Regions from separate parts of the Hordeum vulgare genome. Here all the other regions are linked to region 4. The links are chromatin contacts, called in public Hi-C maps. All regions are on one chromosome and are shown on one strand. The core of a region is the stretch at or near the end of the contact, and the rest is flanking DNA. Distances in the headings are between cores, read along the strand shown. Region 1 holds the start of LOC123442886 (proline-rich receptor-like protein kinase PERK9). Region 2 has its middle 19 kb from the start of LOC123442882. Region 3 holds the start of LOC123442884 (NDR1/HIN1-like protein 2). Region 4 holds the start of LOC123442883 (translation machinery-associated protein 22).

What was found. Hi-C and Micro-C count contacts between places; a contact is called where the count stands out from the background.
Region 1: a Hi-C map of seedling shows a contact between it and region 4, with 6 times the contacts expected there. The contact joins the promoter of LOC123442886 here to the promoter of LOC123442883 in region 4. A contact is called at or near these places in 4 of 6 Hi-C or Micro-C datasets (leaf and seedling).
Region 2: a Hi-C map of leaf shows a contact between it and region 4, with 4 times the contacts expected there. The contact joins the enhancer-like site here to the promoter of LOC123442883 in region 4. A contact is called at or near these places in 3 of 6 Hi-C or Micro-C datasets (leaf, seedling and an unstated tissue).
Region 3: a Hi-C map of seedling shows a contact between it and region 4, with 7 times the contacts expected there. The contact joins the promoter of LOC123442884 here to the promoter of LOC123442883 in region 4. A contact is called at or near these places in 4 of 6 Hi-C or Micro-C datasets (leaf and seedling) and 1 of 1 datasets of contacts at active chromatin or transcription factors (embryo).

Annotation. Positions count from the first base shown.
Region 1 is chr3H:42,072,660-42,075,359 of MorexV3_pseudomolecules_assembly, reverse strand. It overlaps LOC123442886 (proline-rich receptor-like protein kinase PERK9), which reads right to left and starts at 1,417. Exons shown (of 16, transcript XM_045119061.1): 1 at 890-1,417; 2 at 38-148. The coding sequence starts at 947.
Region 2 is chr3H:41,306,585-41,309,284 of MorexV3_pseudomolecules_assembly, reverse strand. No RefSeq gene overlaps it. Among protein-coding and RNA genes, the nearest start is that of LOC123442882, 19 kb to the right of the region's middle. Within about 2 kb of position 1,439, at least 1 of the 3 cell types and tissues checked has open chromatin away from gene starts, as enhancers often do. A contact at or near this core is called in leaf, where this site is marked.
Region 3 is chr3H:41,893,262-41,895,961 of MorexV3_pseudomolecules_assembly, reverse strand. LOC123442884 (NDR1/HIN1-like protein 2) reads right to left here and starts at 1,367. Exons shown (of 1, transcript XM_045119057.1): 1 at 1-1,367. The coding sequence starts at 861.
Region 4 is chr3H:41,624,252-41,626,951 of MorexV3_pseudomolecules_assembly, reverse strand. LOC123442883 (translation machinery-associated protein 22) reads right to left here and starts at 1,430. Exons shown (of 7, transcript XM_045119056.1): 1 at 1,132-1,430; 2 at 935-1,018; 3 at 791-855; 4 at 540-621; 5 at 309-376; 6 at 143-226. The coding sequence starts at 1,294.

The sequences.
Region 1 (2,700 bases), core at 168-2,667, 450 kb before region 4:
TCAATGTCGCTGATGATCTTTGAAAATTCAGAGCTACCTGATGAAAGAGTTACTGGACCTAGTGCGAAGGAAGGTCCAGGAGGACTAGGGGCTTGTCCTTGATCGACAGGCGAACTACCAACCCCGGGAGCAGGTGCCAGATCAGTACCTAGAGTGTGAGTGAAGAACACAGATTCAATCGAGGGACAAGTAAAGTGTGCAGTGTACACTAGTAACTGTGCAATAACTAAGCTCAGAGTTTTAGTGGAGTATCAGGCAATCTACAGGTTGCTATCGGGGGCAAATCTCCAGTGTCTTTTCAGCACAAAAGTTGCAAAGCAAGAGCAATTATTGAAAGTATGCAACATGAAAATGGCACATAGTGATGCATCATCCGACGCATGCCGCCAAAAATTCTTAATTGTTCTTGCAAGATTACGGCCAAAAAACACAGCTAGATGAGGCAGCAAGCACATGTGACGCAATTAAAGTGGCTCGCAGTTGCGGTGACAGCCAAAGACAGGGAAATGCCAAGACGCCGACATTGCGCCGTCCCTCTTGATGGAAATTCAGAAGTAATGAGCACATGCTCTTAATTCCGTCTAGCTTGAGAAAACTCTCGTATGGTTTGCTGAAATCGTGAGTAAAAAAACAGTGAACTGCATTTTCCTAGCCACAGATCAGCTAGCCAGCCTGCGCATTCGCAGAAATTTGTTGAACCCGCAAGTTTCCCCATCAAAGTGCTCAGCCGAGGGGGGAAATCATGGAGAAACAAGCAAGCATTCGCATTGTTCGGCAGGTACACGCCATTTGATCCCCAATTTCCCACCCAAACTAACTAGACCATGAAAGCTGAAGAGAGGGGGAGAAGAAAGAAGCGACGCTGGAGCAATGCTAAAACACTTGTCACCTGTGGATCCAAGAAGGGAAGCGAGAAGCAGCACCACCGCGCAGGCAGGACGCCGCATCTCGCCGTCGCCCGAACGCACAAGCTCGTAGCAAGTGCAGACGCAGAGGCAAGGGGATCACAGCCACCTCGGCTCCGTCGCGGCGCTGCACCCGCACCCGCAAGAAGCCCCTAGAGCGCCAGAAAAGGAGGGAGCCTGACCGCCATTTGGGTAGCACGCCATGAGCAATCGCGGGCCCGTGTGGGGAGGGGCAGGGAGCAGTGAAGGGCGGGCAGTGCGGGAGGGAGGGAGGGAGGAGGAATGGAGGAAGAGGGGAAGGTGCCCACTGCCCACTGCCCAGGAGGAGGCCGAGGCACCAAACACCACTAGTACCAGTACAGTATAGTACCAGTACTTGTACAAGTAGCTAGCTGCTGCAAGTAAATCACACAGCCTAAAAAGAGAACCCACCCTAGCAGTAGAATCAATTAACTAAAGTTGGAGTAGTGGTGGTGATCCGGGTAGCAAGAAACGGACGCGGATGCCATGACCGGCTCGAGGAACCAACGACGGACGAGACGGGTGAAGAAAACATTCGTTGCTTCCTGCCGGTGCCGTCGCCCACGCACGAGGCCGAGAGAATCTCGTGGTCTTGGCCCGGTTTAGTTTAACCATGTACCGCTGCCATGGACGCTGGTACCACGAACTAGCAGCGGTACCGCCACGAGATGCAACTGCAAATCTTTGGCGCTGCAATCTCTTCTCGTTAATCCAGCTAGCCGGGCAGGGCAGGGCAGGGCAGGGCAGGCGAGGCGAGGTACTGTCTCACTGTGGGGCTTTTGTCATCCGCCAGCCTGGTCTGGGATTACCGGCTCTGACCACCTCTTGTCGCTTTACCACTGTGCCTGTGCGTACGTACGTAGTGCAATGTGTGGTGCCCGGCCGTGGCTTTGCGTTTGGATGGGAGCAGCACGAGCCCCCGGAGAAATTCGCCGGGCTCTCCCGGCCTGCCCGTGCGCGCGCGCGCGGTGCCACGGACGCGGACGCTGTGTCGGTCGATCACGGGGCCATGTTGATGTCGGCCGCTGGCTGGAGTGCGTGCTGGCTGGCTGAAGGAGCGGGGCATCGGATGCTGCGGGCGTGCCCAGGGCAGACAACACATCGGCACGTGCATGTCTGTATCGTATGCTGCAACGGGAGGTTCATACTACATGGTTGATGGGGGTAATCCTAATCCTGACACGGAGATTTGTCGCTGTTTGCTGCTCTGCCGCGACGTCGGTACGCTGGCCCGTTCGTTTTCGGGAATCGAGGCGTTGTGGAGTCGCCGTCGCCGACGGAGACCGCCAAACCTGCGGCGATCTCGCGTGTCAGCCTCCATATATAGCTGGCCATCTCCTCTGGGTTTCTTGTCCTTTTCTTTCTGTATTTTCTTTAAATGAGATTAGGAAAAATGCTCGTGCGTTACAAAAGGAGAAAATAAATCAACCACCATACAAACACTCGATGACACCAAGAAATCATAAGAAATCTTTCACAATGCGCATATATAAAGGCGGGATGATTTTTTAAATAACTACAGTTGTATCGAGTTTATTAGACAACATAAATATCTACTTAGTTACTGGTATCCATTCACGTCTTTGTGGTGTTCCTTCTTAATGATACCTAAAAATAATGTGCTGCTCATAAAGAAACTAAATAATGCATAAAATAGCAAAATTACACTTTAATATTCAATGGTAGCACGTGCATAAGCGAATTAGTTTTGTTTTGTTGATATGTGTGTTTGCAACTGTAATCCAAGTCAAGGCTTAATTTGCTTGCAACCATG
Region 2 (2,700 bases), core at 190-2,689, 320 kb after region 4:
CAACATGCATCGGCCTCGTTATGAAAAAATGGATTGTACGCTATTGATTAAAATTACAGCATAAATATAATTTTAAAATTGTTAAATAGAGAAAATAGCATTATATTTAGATTGTGCGCATCACTATTGATTAAAATTACATTACAAACAGAATTTTAAATAAATAAATAGATAAACTAACATTATATCCAGATTCTACATATTTTTCTAATAAAATTTCATATATAATAATGTAAAATTTGAGTTACCGTTTAAAAGATATGATTTTTTAAAGTATTTTGCACTTATAATTGAACTACAGATTAATTAATTAAAATTGTAGGGGTCTTTTCAAAAACATACGGAAACGATTGTTTTTTTACTCAAGTATGTACTGCGGGTTTATTTTATGAAAATTGAAGGATGTTTCTACAAAAATTCCAAAAAGCTATTCGTTCTCTCACTAAATTATGTACTGCGGGTTTGATTTCGGAGAATCAGAGGGGGTTTCCTATAAACATAAAAAAACGATTCGTTTTTCATTTAAATCCGGACTGTGGGTTGATTTCAGGAAATTCTAGGGGGTTTTCTGCAAAACGACCACGACAGACAACAGAAGCACTCCATGCTTTATTATTAGGAAGAGATTAGTATAAAGTTGGATCATTTATTTTAGGACGGACGGAGTACTACATAGCTAGCAATGTTGAATAATGACATTATGTATGTTTAGTATTTTGCAAATGGCGTTTAATGATATATCTAGTTTTATTCATTGTTTGAATGACCAAAATTGAAACAAGACATTTTCAACCAAATAAGAAAACAATCAAATAAAAAATGAAGGTTGTGGTTTGGTGTTTACGCAGACCTGACAACCTTCAAAAATTATGAAGCACATACAAACTTGACTTTCTTTTGTACTAGAATATAAATTTTTATGAAAAAACATAGCGTTGACTTTATGGCAAATAAATTCACATTTTTTGAATGAAATTTTGTCTTATTTGAAGAAAAAAAGTCAAGGTTTTTTTTTTCTTTTTGTGAAATTTTCTTCACAAGTACAACAAAAGGTCATGTTTATTTCAAAAATATTTTCAGTTTTTTTAAGAAATTATTGAATTACTTTTTTTTTACATATGTGGTGTAGATACACCCATAGGCCAAACGTCGGCCTCCAGCACATACAACTTTTGACAACTGCTAGAGTTGCTCCAACATATATACACAAGCATACATTGACCTACCTGTGCAGTTTTGACTTGCTTTATCAACCGTTCCCAACGATAGGAACAAACTGAAAAAAATGATGATACCCGTGAACCATCCAACGTCAGCTTCATCAAACGTTCTTAATAATGCCTAAAAGTACGGATAAAATCCACCCTGACAATGACAACTGAGCAGCCTGCCACAAGAGCACCAACACCTGTTTAAAAAAACCATCAGCTTTTTCTTTATTTATGAAAAAAAGCATCAGCTGACAAGTAAGTACATTACAGTACAACCGAGCGATCAAAGGAAATGCATGCATGCCCTTTATTTTATGTTATCTTTCGAGAGGAAAAAGAAAAGTTCATGTCTGGGACCGGAAATCCTGCCTTCTCAGCTGGGTGGGAAATACTTTTCTCCTACACTAATACTCATCACATGGATGGATAAGATACGCTAGGCTTGACCAAGACTCTTCATCGCATGCATCCATTCTGTGTAGAATATATAGGAATATTGACTGCCCGGCCAAGAGAATGCAGAGACTAATAATCGGTAACTGCAAGTAGTGGAGGCTAATCACCTTTCACCACAGGATCGATACCTCTTCATAATAAAAGGTAGGATGGTCATATTTACGTATACGCTGTATTTTTTTTTCATATGCACAAATACTGAGGCTTGTTCATGTTTTCTCTATTTTTTAAATAGTCAAAAAAGAATGCGAGTAGCAAGATTCAAACCATACACCTTTTGATATTATCAAAGCTGCACTAACCAACTGGTCAACAAGACAACATGTGTTGCACATGTTTTTTAATCTAATAAACAACACCGGAAACACAGTATTCTTTGTTTTGTTTCCTTTTTCTATTTATTTTTTCCTTTTCCTTTTTTTATTTTCTTTTACTTTCTAAATGCGTTAGCTTTTTAAACAAGCACACGTTGTGACACGTCTGACAAACGTTTTTTCGTCTTTTCGCATGGAAAATCATAGAAAATGCATAAAATATCAGAAATTTAAAACATTTGGCATGCCTCCTTGTGATGATCGTTACGACGTGTGAAAAAAAAATTGATCGGTTTCATGAGTTGAAAAAACATCATCGCATTATTTTGAAAATTGATGAACTATTACTTACACTATAATTTTGGTATTGTAAACCCTAAAACCTAAATTGTTGGGAAGTTGTTAACAACTTTGCAAAATGTGCAGAAATTTTTAAAAATTTCATACTTATTTTTAATTCTAAAATTGTGCACAAACTAAAATTGGATCCGTTTTCATGACTCTGAGTAACATCATCACATTATAACACCCCTTTCGTCTGTACCGACATCCATGTGTTTCACATAATGTACATGCATACGTTTATCAAATTGATTCAACTTTTGCCAGCAAGTGAGAATGAACGTACAAATGACCAACGCAAAATTTAAATGAAATCGGATACTAAACGCACATTATGTCACGTCCGACAACGGTTTTTCCATGTTTTCGCATCGAAA
Region 3 (2,700 bases), core at 118-2,617, 270 kb before region 4:
GATCCTGACCTGGCACACGCGCGCGACGGTGGTCGCCGCCGGGGGCGAGGTCGTTGCGTCGGCGACGGCCGCGGACGGCTCCGGGGCCTCCGCTACGGCTGGCGCCTTCGACGGCGCCTTGGCGACGGTGAGCTTCACCCCCTTCTTCTTCGCCGGCGCGGGTGCCGGGGAGGGCGCGGCCACCTTGATGCCGTCGCAGTGCACCTGGATGCCGATCTTCTTGGTCTTGAGCCCGCCCACCTTGACGCCGGCCTTGGTCTCCAGGTCGAGGGTGATGGAGAAGGTGCCCGACTTCTTGATGTCGGAGCTGGCGGCGGTGGGGTCGACCCCGAGCGCGGCCGCGGAGACGGTGGCCTTGATGACGGTGATGTTGCTGGCCTCGTGCAGGAACCCCGGCACGGTCGCCTCCCCGAGCGGCACGGCGTTGGCGGCCGTGGCGGCGGTGACGGTGAAGTCGTCGTACAGGTAGACGAGCTTCTTGTTGGGGTTCTTGGCGGTGAGCGTGAAGTCGATGGAGTCGGTGAGCGCGGGCGCCGTGGCGGAGCTGGAGAGGCTGAGCTTGTTGACGCGCGCCACGGAGAGGGTGAAGGCCGGGCGGTGGGGGCGGTAGAGGAGGTAGAAGGCGCCGCCGGCGACGGCGGCGACGAGGGCCAGGAGGAGCACGACGAGCACGGCCCAGAAGAAGCAGCAGCAGCAGCTGAAGCGGCACGAGGAGCGCCCCCCGCGGCGGCCCTTGGCGGGCGCCTGCGGGCGGTAGATGGGGCGCTGGTACATCTTGGGCGGGCCGCCCGCGCCCGCGCCGTTGGTGGCCGCGGCCGCGGCGGCAGGGGGCTGCGGATTGGGCTTGCCGTTGGAAGACATTGCCGCTCTAGCCGGGGGACGAGGTGGCTCTTGGCGCGGCGCGGCGCTGGCTAGGTGCTTGGGCTGGGTTCCGGCCGTGCGCTTGCGCTGAGCGAGTTCTTGGAGAGAGAGGAGATCTATAGGCTGAGAGGAAGGAAGACGCGGAGGAGAAGGTGAGGGAAAAGGGACGGGTCACCTTACGGATGGTTCGTCCTCACCAAATCATTTGCTACTGCTGAGCTAGCTGACGCTACCCCTACCCTTCCTTTGCCTTTTTTATTAAGCAAGTCTCCCCCGTAATTCTCGCTCGTGCCAAGTTGTTTTTTCTCCCGGGAAAATCGTTTGGATGCTAGTTTAAACCTGTGTTTACACACAGAACTTGTATCTCACGTCAAAGTTTTCAAATGAGCGGCAAACTGAGCCTGGTACCAACTGCTGAATTACTCCTTGCGCCGTAGCAGTGGTGGAGTACGTACTAAAGTTTGTAGTGATGGCTACTTTAATTTGTCCCTCTAAAACTTATGTACAACAGGCTAGGAGGAGTAATGTTTCAGCGAGCCAATACCTTGAGCCAGAGCTGCGATTCCCTGCTCGAAATTGAATCGCCAAGCGTCAGAGATTTAATAACAAGCTCATTTTGTTGTGATTAACTGCAACTGATTTTTTGAACCAACGGTAGCAGTAGCATTTGTGAACATTGGGACCGGCCGGGGCTGTGCTACACCTTTATGCTGCTGCTTCATTGAAGACATGTGATCCGGGTGTGGCTTGGGAAGGGATCGATCTTGGATCCAACTCTCAACTGCAAGTTGATTTTATTTTATGAGAGAGGTGTATTATTATTTGAATATAGTTAGAGCATATCTAACCCTTGCATAAGAAGTTTTAATTCCCTAAAAAAATCTGTAAGAGGAATTAAGCTTCACCTAGCACTTTGTCAAAACCTTTAGCCCCTCAAATAATTGAGCGGAATATATTCAAACCCATCCCTCCTACTCGATTATAGTCGAACATTGCCAACTCTTAATAAATCATCTCTCTTCTCTTTTCCTTTCTCCCTCACACAAGTTTTCTGCCCACGGCCCAACGCCGCCCATTCCCGCAACCACACCTTCCTTGCCCATCTTCTGTGGCCAGAAACCGACCAAAAATCTCTTCAGTTTCTCATCATTTCTGGCCATGACCACATTCCTTTCTATCATTACCGGCCATAGGCAGAGCAACACGTGCCTACATCACATACTTCTAAGCACTTGTACAGAAACATGAATGTTGCCGGCCGTTATAGATTCTGATGAACAGTAGAGTCTTGGACCACATCATCATGCCACTAGGAGAACAAAGAAGAGAAGAACTCATGTAGAGAAAGAAGTGCTCGAAATGTGGCCCGTGATGGACGAATTTCGTCGACTTTCTCAGATCCTTCCTCTCACGCGTACGTCGTACATGGTGAGCTTCCATCACGCTACTTTTATGGATCATCTACCATAGTTCCTAGTTAGCTCATGGACATCTTTTATTGGCAAAAAGTCATCATTGGACAAGTGGATGGAAGAAGGATGAATAATATGGAGAGAGACTTTCATGTAGGGGTGGAGCTTGATCGACGAGTTGAGTTTTAGGGTAAGGGCTGCATGCTTAAAAGTTTAATCCCTTCAACTTTGGAGGAACTAGATAATGCCCCGCGCATTGCTGCAGGAACCTTGATAGAAGAAATGCATAAAAGTTCGGCCTCTACGCTGTTGGGCGACATCGGCTTGGGACGTCCGACGCGGCAGAGCTCGCTCCACGCGCGCTGGACATCACGTGTTTGCGGCTCAGCCCAGTGGACCGCCCCTGGGCCGCCTTGTACACTCTAGC
Region 4 (2,700 bases), core at 181-2,680:
CATAAATTGCTAGCGCAAAGATAAAATCAGTCTTCCGCGTGGTTTGAAACCAAATGAATTGTCAAGTTGAACAGAAAGCAAACGGCCATGAAAGCATAAAAAACATGTAAACCATAATAAGATGAAGAGATGGATAAGTTACATCAGGCCATGTAGCTGTAATGAAATCCACAACATCATATGATATGTCTCCTTGCACATCGATTTGCTCCTTCTCAGTTGGGCCCTGGGGAACACGTTAAGAAGAGACAGTTAGACAAGGCCTTAATGAAAGACGAAAAGCCATAGTTTCAGAGATAACTAATTACCTTGACCACCGAAGCTCCCGTAGCAAACTTCTTTCCAAGCTTCTTCGAAGCGTCACTCAGCTTTACACCTAAAATGTTCAGGAAACAAACACGATCTATTAAAATATGGCCAACCTTAGTAGCGAATACATAACATCATGGAGCTTTAAGGCAGGTTCTACTCAAGCCTGGATCTAGCATCTACAGTATAACCTATTCCACAAGGTGCAAAGAGTTAAGTGTACCACTCACCAAACAAGTCCAGGCCTTTCACCACGGTAACACATTTGCGCTTGTTGCGGACAATCTTCTCAATAATAACCTCTTGCTTGTCCTACACATAAAAAGGAACATTGGCAGTCAAAATACTGCAGGACAGACATTCTACATTGGCCCGAACTCAAACCAGAATAACAAATCCTCAATTTCAGACCAGCATCTAGGGTTGAAGTCAAACAGCTAGAAATTGAACTTAAGTAATAAAGTGTGCAAAGGGAACCAACCTTTTTCTTGAGCTTACCACCCGGCAGTCGTTTCACCTCTTCAGTCTTGGATGCCGAGGCACCCCCTGCAAACACAACACACATCAATTTGACCGAACTTTTCCTAGTTTTAGGTTTAAGACAAGGCAGGAGCTCACACCAAACCTGAGCTCGAGGAGCCGTCGGCGGGGGAGATGCTGACGCCCTGGAGGCGCTCGCCGACCTTGCCGACGTCCTTATCATCGCCGCCTTCACAGATCAAACGAACCACCGCACGAAGCATTAGAGAGCGGAACCAACACAGGGCAGGCGTAAACGAAGTGGGGGATAACGTGCGAGAAGGGTAGGTCATGGGGGCGAACCGGAGGAGGAGGCCACGAGCTCGTCGGGGTAGACGCCGGGCGCGTGGGCGCGGAGCCACGGCTTGCAGCGCTCGAAGTCGGGGCCGAACTCGCAGTACTCCGCGGGGAGGCCGCAGACGCCGCAGTAGAGCACCTTCGCCGGGGCCGGCTTCTCCGCCGCCATCACCGCAGCCGCCGCCGCCGGAGGATTCGATCCGATCTGACGCGGAATGCTCGATGAGGTGGGCCGCGAGAACCCGTGTTGCCCTGCTCGAGTGCTCGTGGAGTCGTGACGGATTTGGTTCTGCTCGACGGATTTGGGTGCGATTTTTTCTCTACCTTTCTTTCCTTTCGGTAATGACGCAAAAGAACAAGGGAAACCTATATAGCGCCACAGGCGTCGGTTAATGGCAAATTTTGCTAACCGGCGCTTGCAGCGTTCCGTCTTGAACCGGCTTATTTAAAAATCGATCTGTGTTTTAGCCCGTGATATTTTTTTTCGATGATTTTTTTAAAAATTAGTGAACTTTCTAAAAATTGATGAACTTTTTTTAAAATTGATGAACTGTTTCGAAAATCGGTTAACATAATTTAAAATCCTTGAACTTTAAAAAAAACGATGAACTGTTTTTAATTTTTGTTTTTTTTTTAAAAACTGATGAACTTTTTTAAAAAATCAATGATTTTTTCGAATTTTGTAAACTTTTTGAAAATACATAAACATATTTGAAAAACAAGTGAACTTTTTTTATAACTATCGGTTTTTTTTTTTGCAAATCTGATTTTTTCGAAAATCCTATGAACTTTTTTTCGATTTTTAAGGACCAACATATTCTACATGGGCCGGCCCACGAGAAGGAGCGTTGTTGGTGCCGGTTTGGCTAACCGACGCTGAAGGTACCGTATAGGACCTTCAAGAGAACAAAGGAGAAGTTGGCGAGTGCAGCAGTTGGATGTATTTGGGCTAGCGGAAATCCAGCCCATGCGAATGGGTTGGGCTAAGAAGTGTGTTAATTGACACATTTAGTTTTCGTCACACATTTGTCTTAAAAGAGGTTAGTCAAAAAGTATTTGGCTCAAAAAAAGTTTTCGTCACACATGGAGATATGAAAATACTATCCATCATTGTTTAAAAGAACAATTTCATTCAACGCCGTACACACACAATATACATAGACACATGTACTCATCTTATGAAGACACATATACAGTCCACCTTTTTTTAGGATAACTGCATATTTGTGAACCAGCATAGGTTACGAACATAACACATACACATCATCGACTCGAGACCATGAGAGACCAAAGGTGTCCCAACACAAAATCAAAAAAGATCATCAAAGAAAGAGAAAATACAACCCGGTCCCCCGGGGGCCTTAAAGCACGAAGAGCAAACACCAGCCGCCAACCGCCGCCGTTGCTGACGAGACGAACAGCAAAGGAAGGCATCGGAAAGCCTTGAGCCGAGGGCACACCATCACCGAAAAGGGCTTTCTGAGTCGAAGAAGAGCCCCGTCACAAACGACGAGGCATAGTCGCCGTGGCACGTCAACCGGGGAACGTCCCCGTGCAAATCCTCGGCTCCAGCTC